Regions from separate parts of the Mus musculus genome. Here region 1 is linked to region 2. Evidence: chromatin contacts called from public Micro-C data. All regions are on one chromosome and are shown on one strand. Each heading gives the region's core, a stretch centred on a gene start, on an enhancer-like site or on the middle of the called end of the contact. The rest is flanking DNA. Distances are from core to core; before and after follow the strand shown. Region 1 holds the start of Cul1 (cullin 1). Region 2 overlaps Cntnap2 (contactin associated protein-like 2).

Region 1 (5,400 bases), core at 60-2,559, 160 kb after region 2:
AGAATGAGAACTGCTGGACTACACACCAGTGGGACTTTCTTTTGAGAGGAAGCACGGGTTACTCAAGTTGTGGATTTGAGACCTGTCAGGTCTGCTGAGGATTTCTGCCCCGAAATGGTGCATTAGAAAGAATCTCTGTGGTGTTCTAGTTTGGTGAAAAGTTACAGAAGTTACATCAAATACATCTTTGGCCCAGATGATGAGCTAACTGAAAATCTTCCCTTGCTAGTTCACAGAATTAAATGGCAGATCTAAGCTAGGATATTAAAACAGCTGCCTCTAACAAGGTATGGGGTAAATCCATTCTTTCTCCAGCCTCTCACCTGTGGCTAGGGGTGTTGCCAAATTTACAATTGAATATTACAAAGCACAAGATGACAGCAGCTGATTTCCAATGGGTGAGATTATTCTAGATGTAAGAATACTACTTCATGCCATCCCAGGTTGGAATCGCAACTCCCAACTCTCCCTAACTAAACCATATACAGTGAAAGTGAAAAAAGGCTCTCAAGAAGGAAGGGAGGCCACTGCTGAAAAGTATTAAAGAGGGAGACACACATCCACGTGGGTATGTGGGCAAGCTGGAGGTTTCCGCAGGAGGATCTCCAAGGCCTGCAGGTAGAAAGGGGGGTCGGTGAAGCAGTAGCACTTTTCTCTTGAGTCCGCCTGCCCATTTGACTTTCTCATCTCACGGTTGGGGATACTGCCTCTGGTTCAACTCCAGGACAGGAGACACCAGCCAGGATCAGTGCAGTTGGGACCCATGTCAGCTCCCGGGAGGTGCATGGAGGGGAGGGGCAGGGGAGCTCAAAGCCCCTCTCCCACAGCCGCTTCCGGAAGTGTCTTCAGAGGTCAGAGCCCCCAGCCTCGGCTCGGTCTCCACGAGAAGTCCGAAGTGGCGGGAAGCCGGCACTCGAGAGGCCGCCCCGACGCGAGGGCGGCGGGAAAACCTGGCGGAGGATTCCGCTCGTCCGGCAGGACCCGGCTCGGCGTTTGGGAAGCAGAGGCCATGGCTCGCAGGTAGAAATGCCCGCGCGAAGCGGGTCCTGGCCACGAAGCGGGTGACCAGGGCCTCTGGGGGGGCCGTTTCCGTGCCCCTCCCGCGCCGCCGCAGGCCCGGCGATGGCGGCGACGGTTTCTTGGCTCCCCCGCCCCGGACGCCGATGGCGGTGCGTTCCGGCCCTCCCTCCCCCACGGCTTCGCCCCGCGGTCGCCAGAGCCGGTGAAGCCGGGAGGGCGGGGAGCGGCGGAGGGACGGCGAGAGGGCGGAGGTTGCGTGGTGCAGGCGGCGGCGGCGGCGGCGGGAGGAGGAGGGCCGGCAGGCGGGCAGGGGAGGAGGAGGAGGAGCGGGCGCCGTGTCGCACGCAGCTCCAGGCGGGGCAGCCCGGGCGCTGAGGGACGCGGCCAGACCTCGGCGGGCCCCGCGAGCACTACACGCCGTCGCCCGAGCGTCGGGGGGCGCCCGGAGATGCGGGTGAGTAGCGGCTCGGGCCGCGGTGGCGGGAGGCAGCGCAGGCCACGGCGGAGCCGCGGCGTCGCAGTGACTCGGGCCGCGGCGTCCGAGCCCGGGCTGCCGGCGAGGCCTGAGGCGCCGCGCCGCGGCTAGGCGGAATGGCGGCCGGGCCGGAGAAGTCGTGGGCGTAGGACGCCGAGGGCGGAGCGGAGCGGCCAGGCCCGGCCTGAGTCACCCGGCCGGCCAGGCTCGGCCTGGGCCGGGACTCGCAGGGCCAGGCCCTGGCTACGCACTGGGAAAAAGCCGGACTCACCGCGGCCTGTGGCGCCGACCTCGGCGCCTCACGCGCCACCCCTCCCTTCCCCTCGGCCCTGGGGGTTCCGCTTGGCCGGGGTGGCTCAGGGCCGGGGGACTCGTGCTCTCGGGGATCCGGGGGCACTCATTGTTGCGACGGTGCGGGGCATGATTATTGGGTAACAGTGGTGCCGGGCTCCGTTCTCTCTGGGAGCGTGGCCGAGCAAGGCGCGCCGGGATGCGGTGTGCTTTTCCAAAGGAACGGAGCCCCCGGGCGTCCGCCAGCTCTCCTCAGTCGAACTGGGCCCTCCCTGTGCGGCGGCCTCGGCGCGTCCCCGGTCCCGGCGGGAGCGCGCGCTCTGACCCCAAAGGTAACCCGGCACCGGGCCAGGAGGACTGAGTCGGGGGCTGTAGACTCTGCGGGCCTCTATTCTTAAATCCCGCGTGGCCCTGAGAACCCCCTCTTTCTGTCACCTGTGCACTGTGTTGTTACTCAGGAGATAACTAAGAAAGCAAGGAACACTTGCACTCTCATTCCTTGAGCCTAAGCCCCAAAGTTAAGGGAGCTAGGTATGCCAAAAAAGGAGGATTCCCCTTTTCTGAGAGGTCACTGTTGATACTTGTGGTTAGTTCACAGTCGTTGGGGGTTTGTGGGACGGGCACGCATGCCGAAATGCAGTCAAGTTGTTCAAGTGCTTTTAGTTGCCCTGTGTGTACTTGCTCTTTGCTGGAGTAGCATTAAAACAGCCAAAAGCTAAGAATGGAATAAATGATTACTGTTTTAGAAAGGCACTGGGGTGACAAAAGAGGAACTAAGCTCCTTTTACTTCAATTTTTAGGACCTAAACCTAACACTCTGAAGAAGCCAGTGTAGTTGAGGAAAATAAGGATATGAGGTCTTTCTTTGTTTGAGAAGGCTTTAAGATTTCTCTTTTTACTTAAAACTTGTATTTGTTGCTTCCCATAGTAAGTTGAAACAGTTATAGCTCATTTTAAATTCTGAGTATGCAACACAACACTGGCTTGTTTTATCTTCTATTCTGCCCATTTTTGGAGGTTTTGGGGAGCATTTACTAAGCCTTAAGCCTGGGAGAAAAGACCAAAGTGCTTTCTAAAAATGCTAACCTTTCTCTTTCCTCCCTGTTGGCATCATCTTTAAAAAACTGTTTTGCCCAAAAGACAACCAATTTTAGATAGGCTAGGGTGTTTGTAAGATACATCTTTCCTGAGTCTTATGGTCAGGCCCTGGAAGGTGTGGCCCAAATTCCTAGTATGTCACATACATCTGAAGTCTGAGCTAATTTGGCCAGGTGTCTTTAGATATTACATAGACTCTGTTGTTCAGGGAACTCCACCTTCTTGCGCTAATTAATTTTGTCAGTGCAGGCTTATTTCCCATACATGTGACTATGAAATCATTGAAGACACAGACTAAGTCCTTTACTTTGTAACCCTCAGATAACAGAACATGATCTTGCTGGTACCATGAATGATTTTTTTTTTCTTTTTTGGACTAATCCTAGGGTTTTACTACTCCCCTTCATTTTGGCTGCAGAAAACATAGTCACTGTTGCTGCTGAGCTTGTTAAAAGTGCAAGTTTACTATTATGTTGCATGCTTCCCTAGAGTGAAAACTGTTATTTTTCTTGTGTCCCCCTTCCACCTGCATAACTACATACTGTATCCTAGGGAAAAAATGGTTGAGGGTTTCTTTAGTTGTGGAAATCTAAACAGTTTGTAAAATTAAAATTAATCATTCTAATTTAAGGAGTCAGTATTTTTTTAAAAAACAAGTTTGTTTACCCCTTTGCCTTTGAAGTAAAGCCGGTTAGTATTTAAGGCTGTTACCTGCTGGGAAGATAGTCCAGCCCAGTTGTACCAAAAGTTTCTGTGGGAGGATAAGGGACCTTCATTTCAGCAAGGAAAATTATGTTTAAATGAACAAACCTTAAGTCAAACAATAGTTACTTGGCATTCTTAAGATTTAATTTGTTAGGGCCCCTCAAAGTTATAACTGTCTTGAAGTTTGAGCACTTCATAAGTCCCAAAGCCTAGTCTTTTTTACCTTTCCCATGAAGTCATGGGATAAATTGATTTTTGAGAATCAGTGGTTTCATTTTGAACTCATCTTTTAGGTATGCTTGGAGGAAAAAGCTGTTAACCATCTATTTTAAAGGACAGTTCTAAATTCATCTTTTAAAAAAGCATGTATGTGCATGCACCACAGTGCACGTGTGAAAGCCAGAAGACAAACTTCATAGTCTCTTCTCTATCTTGTGGGTCTCAGGGATTCCGTAAACTTGGCAGCAGTTCCTGAGTCTTGGCAGCAAGCACCTAAGGTAGTTTTTAAGTGATACCATCTAACTTCTAAGTTCTTAAAATGAGTGGATTCCATGGGAACATAACCAATGAGACATTGGAGAACTACCTTATAGAGCATAGTATATCATTTCATGTTTGATCACCAGGGTTATGTAAAGTCTTGATAGTATTTTTTTTTTCCCTTGGGAAACCTGGACAGAAGGAAGATTCTGCTCTCTGGCTTCCACTCACGCTTCAGCTTGATTGTACTTCTGATCTGTTCTGGGTCTTTTTCTTATCACTTTAGCTCAGGCATCTTCATTTTAGGAAAGCTGGTCTTGCCATCCTGTCTAGGACCTTTCCCTAGGTCCTCATGTTGTCTATGTTGTTTATGTCATGTTGTCTATGGATCTATCCCAGTGCTTAACATTCTGATGACACTTGGTGGTTTCTTCTATTAGACTGACTTTACCTAGGGGCAGGTGGAACAAATCTGACTCTAATACCTAGCACAATGCTCATGTCAAAATCTATGTACATCCTCCCACTTCAGATCTTTACAAAGCCACGTGAAGTGTAAGTACTGACATTTAGCTCTCCTTGTAGAAAATAGAAGGGTCCTGGACTTTGGGTAGTTTTCATCAAGACTATGAAGGTGTAAAGCCTCAGGTAGGAGGTTAGAGCAAGATGGTCATCCCAGAGTTTGAACTTTTAAACAAGGGACTCACCTTGAAAGTGATGTATATGAAATTAAAGGAAGATTAGCAGAGATTAAAATGAAAGAGTCTTTAAGGATTGATGTCTGACCATTACAACAGAATTCATCATACATAATAAGTATGGTTGGTTCCCAAGAATGAGTTTCTTCTTCCTGGTCCTTCAGAAAACACTAGAGAGTAGACAGTGATGGTATAAGCATAAACATTTGTAGAACTTTGGGGCTATTGTTAAATTGGGTGTAATGTTATGATTCATTGGCCTTGCAAAAAATCTTAAATCCATTTAATAAGCTAATTTTTTAAAGGCCTGTGTCAGAAAATACTTAAGAAAACAGACTACCAATTTAAGTATGTGTAAAGTATGCAGTGGCTTAAGTAATTAAACCACTGTAAAATAGTAGTGATTTTAGGTGAACTTGTGTCTTTTAAAAGATTTTTATAAAAAAATTAGTAACAAAGAAAGTATCAATTTCAAGTCTCAGGTTTGAGAAACTTAATACCAAAAATAGACTTTAAAGAAGAACTGATTACTTCAGACTTGTAAAACTTCCTTATGGTAAAATCTTGTAAACAAAATAAAAGGCAAATGACAAACTAAGAAAATGGTTTTACATGCAAATTTATTTTTTATAC
Region 2 (5,773 bases), core at 1,720-4,219:
GTACAGAAAATTCAGTAGGTCCAACATAATTTTTATTTCTATCACCTAAAAGGGCCTTTCCTGTCATAGGTCTAACCTATACTCAACTACCTAAAAAATGGGGCCTTTAAGCAACTCACCTTCCTGGCTTTTCCTAGCTTTCAAAGGGCTCAAATGTGGGAAGATTATTTCTTTTGAAATTGACTTGGGTTCTAATTCCAGTCAGGCTAGAGATGAACCAAATAACATATGGAGAAGAGTAATTACACCATCAAAAGACCTGAAGGTGTAAAAGATGGACAATGATGGTCTAAACTTCATCCTTGAAAAGTGGCAGTGTCAAGGAATGAACCAAATCTTACTGAGCTTTGTGGTCATATGAGTTGCATGACACACAGTATAAAAGCTACAAAGCAACCTCAGTCAAGTCACCAGAAATAGAGATCATAATTCAAACCACATTCACACTTTTAATTAGCATCTTCACTCTATAAACAAAGGCTTCAATGGTGCATGTAATTAGACCACTAGGGACAGGAAAATCTCATTAATACAGTCTTGCCTATTTTATTGTTCACTGTGTATCCTCAGAATGGAATTTGACATGGTGAAGATATTCTATAAAGATTTAGTATGTGAATGAATGTGCCATATCTACAGAGTAATAATTCTCTGAGAAAGAAGACCCAGATTTAAAGAAAAAAAAATCTGATTATTTTCCTACTGTATTTTATGTAGGCTGGTTTTATTCACATAACATAATTTTGTGACCAGATTAATATCAAGCAATATTAGTTATTTTTGTTGCTGTGATAAAACGCCATGGCAGTTACAGAAGAAGAATGCCACTTTTTGCAAAGCTTAGTTCTGGAAACTTGACTGGGATTGTGAGGGAGTAAAGGGAAAACAAACATAGGAAGGAAGGCGGGGTCAGGTGGGCCCTGCATCTGCCACTCTGATGGAGTGACACCAATTACACTGCGGCTGGAAACAAGCACAGCACATGAGGAGGAATTAGATAATCAAGGAAGAAGGTGTCTGTAGGCTAGCAGTCTCAGGCTGTAAACATTCAGGGGAAGAAACATGTGGTTGCTAGTTTTTGTATATATATTTTAGCATCTTTACCTGGACCAGAGAAAGGCTTTTCCATCCTCTGAGCTTGACCCAGGAGGAAGGCTTTGTCAATTTCCTGTAGATTTGAGGCATAACATGGGCATGACCTTTCAACAATACCTACTCAGTCAGAGCTTCATTTATTCTTTATATATTCACTGGAGGTTTCCTCAGCTCCCCACAAGAGAAAGGATGATTTTATGTTTCAGTTGCACAGGGAGAGTCCAAAATAGCAGGCTGAGAAATCACATCTTCAACTGCATGAAGGGAGTAGAGAGAGTGAACTGGAAGTGGAATGAGTCTATTAACTCTCAAAGTCCACACCCAGTGATGTACTTCCTCCAGCAAGTCTTCATGTCCTAAAAGTTATATAACCTCTCCAAATAGTGCCACTAACTGGGGGGTGTGGGGGGGTGGGAGGGGATGGGGGTGTCAAGTGATCAAATACCTGAGCCTATGGGGCACATTTCTCATTCAAATCACCACAGAGTGATAAGCCTATACATGGTTGATCTTTGCCTTCTTGGTTTGAAATCTTAAATCAATGCTATCTATCCCGGAAAAATATTAAACTGAGATGGAACTGGAGGGAAACCATTAGGAGAAGAAGCAAACTGAATTGTTTTCAAAGATATCTAGATTTAGGATTAAGCCAGTTAATATAAACAAATTCTATCAAAGGCACTTTTTGCATGCACAATTAAAGACTTGGAAGAGTTTGAAGAATCCTGAGGATTTGGAAATAAATTTTCTTTCACTCATATGTTTGTCAGAGATTATGGCTAGCAGAGTCAGCAGGCTTGAATGATGCTGATGATCAAAAAGATTAGCAATGTACAAATCCAAGAGAGAAAATTTTCTCTGATCCTAGGTAAACCTGTCATGTCTGGGACCAGTGATACACCTCGGGGAGTAAAGCCACTTGTTGTCAAGGCTGACCACCTGAGTTTAATCATTGGTAGAAAGAAGGAACCAACTCATGCAGGTTGTCCTCTAACTCCACCAGTACATCTTTGAATGCTTGTATCCACATATACACACATACACAAAACAAATTTTAAAAATTTTTAAATGAATCTAAGAGAGAAAACTAAATCACACCTGCTAGTTGAAAATATGAAATCCCACATTTCATTCACATATTTCTAAGGAGATGGGAAGAGAAAGGTCTCTGACTCTTTTTGTCATTGTCCTAAAGATTCTTAGCTTTCTATACCCAGGGATAAATTAGCCTTATGAACTGAGTCCCCAGCAAGGTTCTACTGAAAGACCCACAACGTGAGGACCCCCCCACGTTCTGACTCAGGAGAGGCGACACCCCAAAATCACCAACGAGAAAATGGTCTTGTTGCAAATTGCAAGAGGATTTTTATTCAAGAGCGCTCTTGGGCCCACGGTCATACACCACGCAGGGGTAGAGGACTGTGGCGCCCCGAGTAGCTGAGTAAGGGGGTATTTAAAGGAGAAAAACCACAACTCAAGGAGGTGGGAAGGGCGTTGTTGGAAAATACCAAAAATACCAGATAAGAGTCACAAGGAAGTACAAAGTCACAGGTGTCACAAGGAATACCTGGTAATTGTTAACTCTCAAGACAGCTTCTAAGAGCCCCTAACAATAGCACATTTGCATTGCAGCTTCCGGTAATGGTCAGGGTGACTTTCTTTGAATGAATACTCCTTGAACTCAGGAAGTGAGTGGGTGGAGGAATGTCACTATCTGTTTTATGATTAGCATACCTTGGAGCACTGAGTTTACTACTCTTTCACTACCTGAATGGTAACACTGGTCTCTCTGTTTATCATACCAGTACAGACCTTGGAAATGTTTCTCACAGTGACTTGGCACCATCCAGCAGGCATTGATCTGATTCTCTGCTCCATCTACTGGAGGAAAAGTTAGCTCCATAGGGAGATAAGTCTGCTTGAACTGCTCAAGTGGAAGCCCAACCCTTGCAAATCTATCCGTGGGCTGGAAGGGTCTGGGAATGTAGATCAATGGCAGAACCTTGCTTGGCAGGTACAAGGCCATTGGTTTTATACCCAGTCCTGCTAAAAAGAAACGAAATTTGCTTGTATGAATTACTTATTATAGATGCTCCACTGACCTGAGAAAGGTTTTTCAGAATCTATTTGTCTTTGGAGTGCTACATGGAATTCATCTTTGAGAAACATATAAATTTTGTTCTATTTTTTAAGCAGGAAAGAAATAGAAAATTAAGCCATTAACATTCCTCTCAGTGTTTCTGAACTTTAAGCCTGTTACACATTCCTGAAGGGTCTACTGCTTTATCAAAGCCATGCTAAATATTAAAGAAGCAATTACTTTTGAACAAATAATGGGTGCTGTAAAAATCTCATCAGCATATAAACCCAAACTGTTCATAATGTATGGAATATAAGTGGGTGGAAGACATATCTCAGCAGAACATGAGAAAACAAGCCCTCTGTTTCTGTGTCTGTAGGTCCTACGGGTTGAATTAAAAGAACTGCAAATAAACAAAAAAATTTAAAAAAAAACAAAAAACAAACAAACAAACAAAAATAGTCCCTTCTAAAATGTTCTATACTGGTCCAAGTGGTGTATGCCTTTAATCCCAGAATTCAGAAGGCAGAGTCAAGCAGATCTCTGTGACTTTGAGGCCAGACTGGTCTACAAATTGAGTCCAGGACAGCAAGGGGTATTACACACAAAAACCCTGAAACAAAAACAAAAACAAAAACAAAAACATCATCAACAATAAATGTACAGTAAAGTGGCTTGGAAAATGTCATTAAAGTCCATAGAGTATTATCAGCAATTTAGAGACTGTTTAAATCATACAGGAGGATTATGAAGGTCATATGCTCCCAAATTACATCCAGGGTTTGAGTGTCTCTGGACTCACTGTCTTGAAAGCAACCACTGGAGGACACCCTAAGATAACTATTCTAATCATACACTTATCAGCAGATCAGGGACCAGCTGCCTCAGAACATTCTAAGATTCTCTAACATTGCCCATAAATGAGCCATATAACATTGGAACTTGTACAAAAAGAAACAGCAAAAATGGGGGTGGGGATTTCTTGAATGTTTGTGGGAGACTGTTAGAGTTCGTCAAAAGACCCTGACTCACAAAGACCATAGAGACTGCCATCGCTGAAAACTGCATGAGGATTTTTAATTGATCCAACATGTTGGGGACTCCCCTCTCAGCACGCAGGCCAGAGGAGAGACCCAGAACAAAGAAAGAAGAAATTTTTTATACTTTTGTAAGGGGCAGATTTGAGCAACAGGGTAACTGGCTTATTCTAATTGGTGTAGCAAGTAACCTTTTCAGGCATTGGTCTGTTTGCATAGTGACTACCTCTGGCCTAGTGACTCACTTTGCTTGCCCCCATGGTGGGTTACTATGATATGGTCAGCAAAGCAATAGTACATTTTGAACTTATGGGTCAGTTATTAACATCACAGCTATTAATGTCACAGGGAATTCCAGCAAGGTCAGGATAATTTGTGTTTTGTTTTTGTTTTTGTTTTTGTTTTTGTTTTTGTCAGAATTCAGTGTAGGGTGAGGTAGGGGGATTTTTCTGAGAACTGTTATTTTTGGTATGGTTATTTCTCTGAGACAGCTAATATTATTTTGACAACTGTAGACTTAGTCATTTTGACCACTAAAACTATGTTTTTTACATTTGTTTAGTCAGCCAGCTTCCTTATCTGGCTCTGAACTTGGCCTGCTAGTACAGTTTGGAAAGTCCTTTTCTAAGGGGGAAGGTACTGGGTGGTCTTGAATTCATTTTGGATACTACAAGACAATAGCAAGGTTTGGGGCCATCTGACGTGGTAGAAATTTCATTTGTAGAAATGAACAGTGTCAAAGAGTTGTATGAAGAAATAAGTATGAAATTCTTTGGTGCATTTGACTCTTCTACTTCCCTCTCTCTGTCTTTCTCCACAGCCAGTGCTGATTTCCCATATAACCCAGGACAAGGCCAAGCTATAAGAAATGGAGTCAACAGAAACTCAGCTATCATTGGAGGTATGTAGGACGTAGAACAGACTTTCTAGCAGCTACTCACCTGGAAAAAAGCAATTTAAAACAAATGGGGCTGGAGAGATGGCTTAGCAGTTAAGAGCAGATACTGTTCTTCCAGATGGACACAAGTTCAGTACACACATCAGACTGCCCACAACTGCCTGTAACTCCAGCTCCAGGGAATCCTTCATAGGCACCCACATGCATATGCCCATACTCATGCACAGACAAACACATACGCATAAATAAAATATATTTAAATAGGTAGCTAAATGACATTATCCCAAGTTCAATTATAGCCTCATCAAGGTCCCTATCCTTATTAATTTTGGCTTTTTTTTAAGATAAACTCATCATATGAACCTATGCACGACACAGGTCAGTGACTATTAAGTTCATACACTCATACAGAACACATCATCCTAAAAAGACTTCTCAGCTGCTTTTATAACCACTTTCTTTTAAACCCCATCTAATCCTTTTGCTCCTCCAAGGTTTCAATAACTGGTATAAAAATTGTCTTCCTTTTCATTGCATAATATTTTGTTTTTTTTTTTAGATCTGTCCACACTGTTTTGTCTATCAATAGCATTTCTTTCTCTTGACAAGTTGCATTTTATTGAATGAATATGATGTCCTTTGTTCTATCTACTTACCTATTGC

Evidence for each region. A called contact is a pair of places that touch in the nucleus more often than the background predicts.
Region 1: a Micro-C map of embryonic stem cells shows a contact between it and region 2, with 1.9 times the contacts expected there. The contact joins the promoter of Cul1 here to the enhancer-like site in region 2. A contact is called at or near these places in 5 of 39 promoter capture datasets (the 3T3-L1 cell line, hippocampal neurons, neural stem cells and 2 more), 2 of 484 Hi-C or Micro-C datasets (embryonic stem cells and palatal mesenchyme), 9 of 115 datasets of contacts at active chromatin or transcription factors (acute myeloid leukemia, bone marrow-derived macrophages, embryonic midbrain and 6 more) and 1 of 9 other capture datasets (liver).

Annotation. Positions count from the first base shown.
Region 1 is chr6:47,453,010-47,458,409 of GRCm38.p6, forward strand. It overlaps Cul1 (cullin 1), which reads left to right and starts at 1,310. Exons shown (of 22, transcript NM_012042.4): 1 at 1,310-1,474.
Region 2 is chr6:47,291,687-47,297,459 of GRCm38.p6, forward strand. Cntnap2 (contactin associated protein-like 2) reads left to right here. Exons shown (of 24, transcript NM_001004357.2): 23 at 5,033-5,113. Among named protein-coding and RNA genes, the nearest start is that of Gm35280, 37 kb to the left of the region's middle. Within about 2 kb of position 2,970, at least 10 of the 459 cell types and tissues checked have an H3K27ac peak or open chromatin away from gene starts, as enhancers often do. A contact at or near this core is called in embryonic stem cells and intestinal villus epithelium, where this site is marked.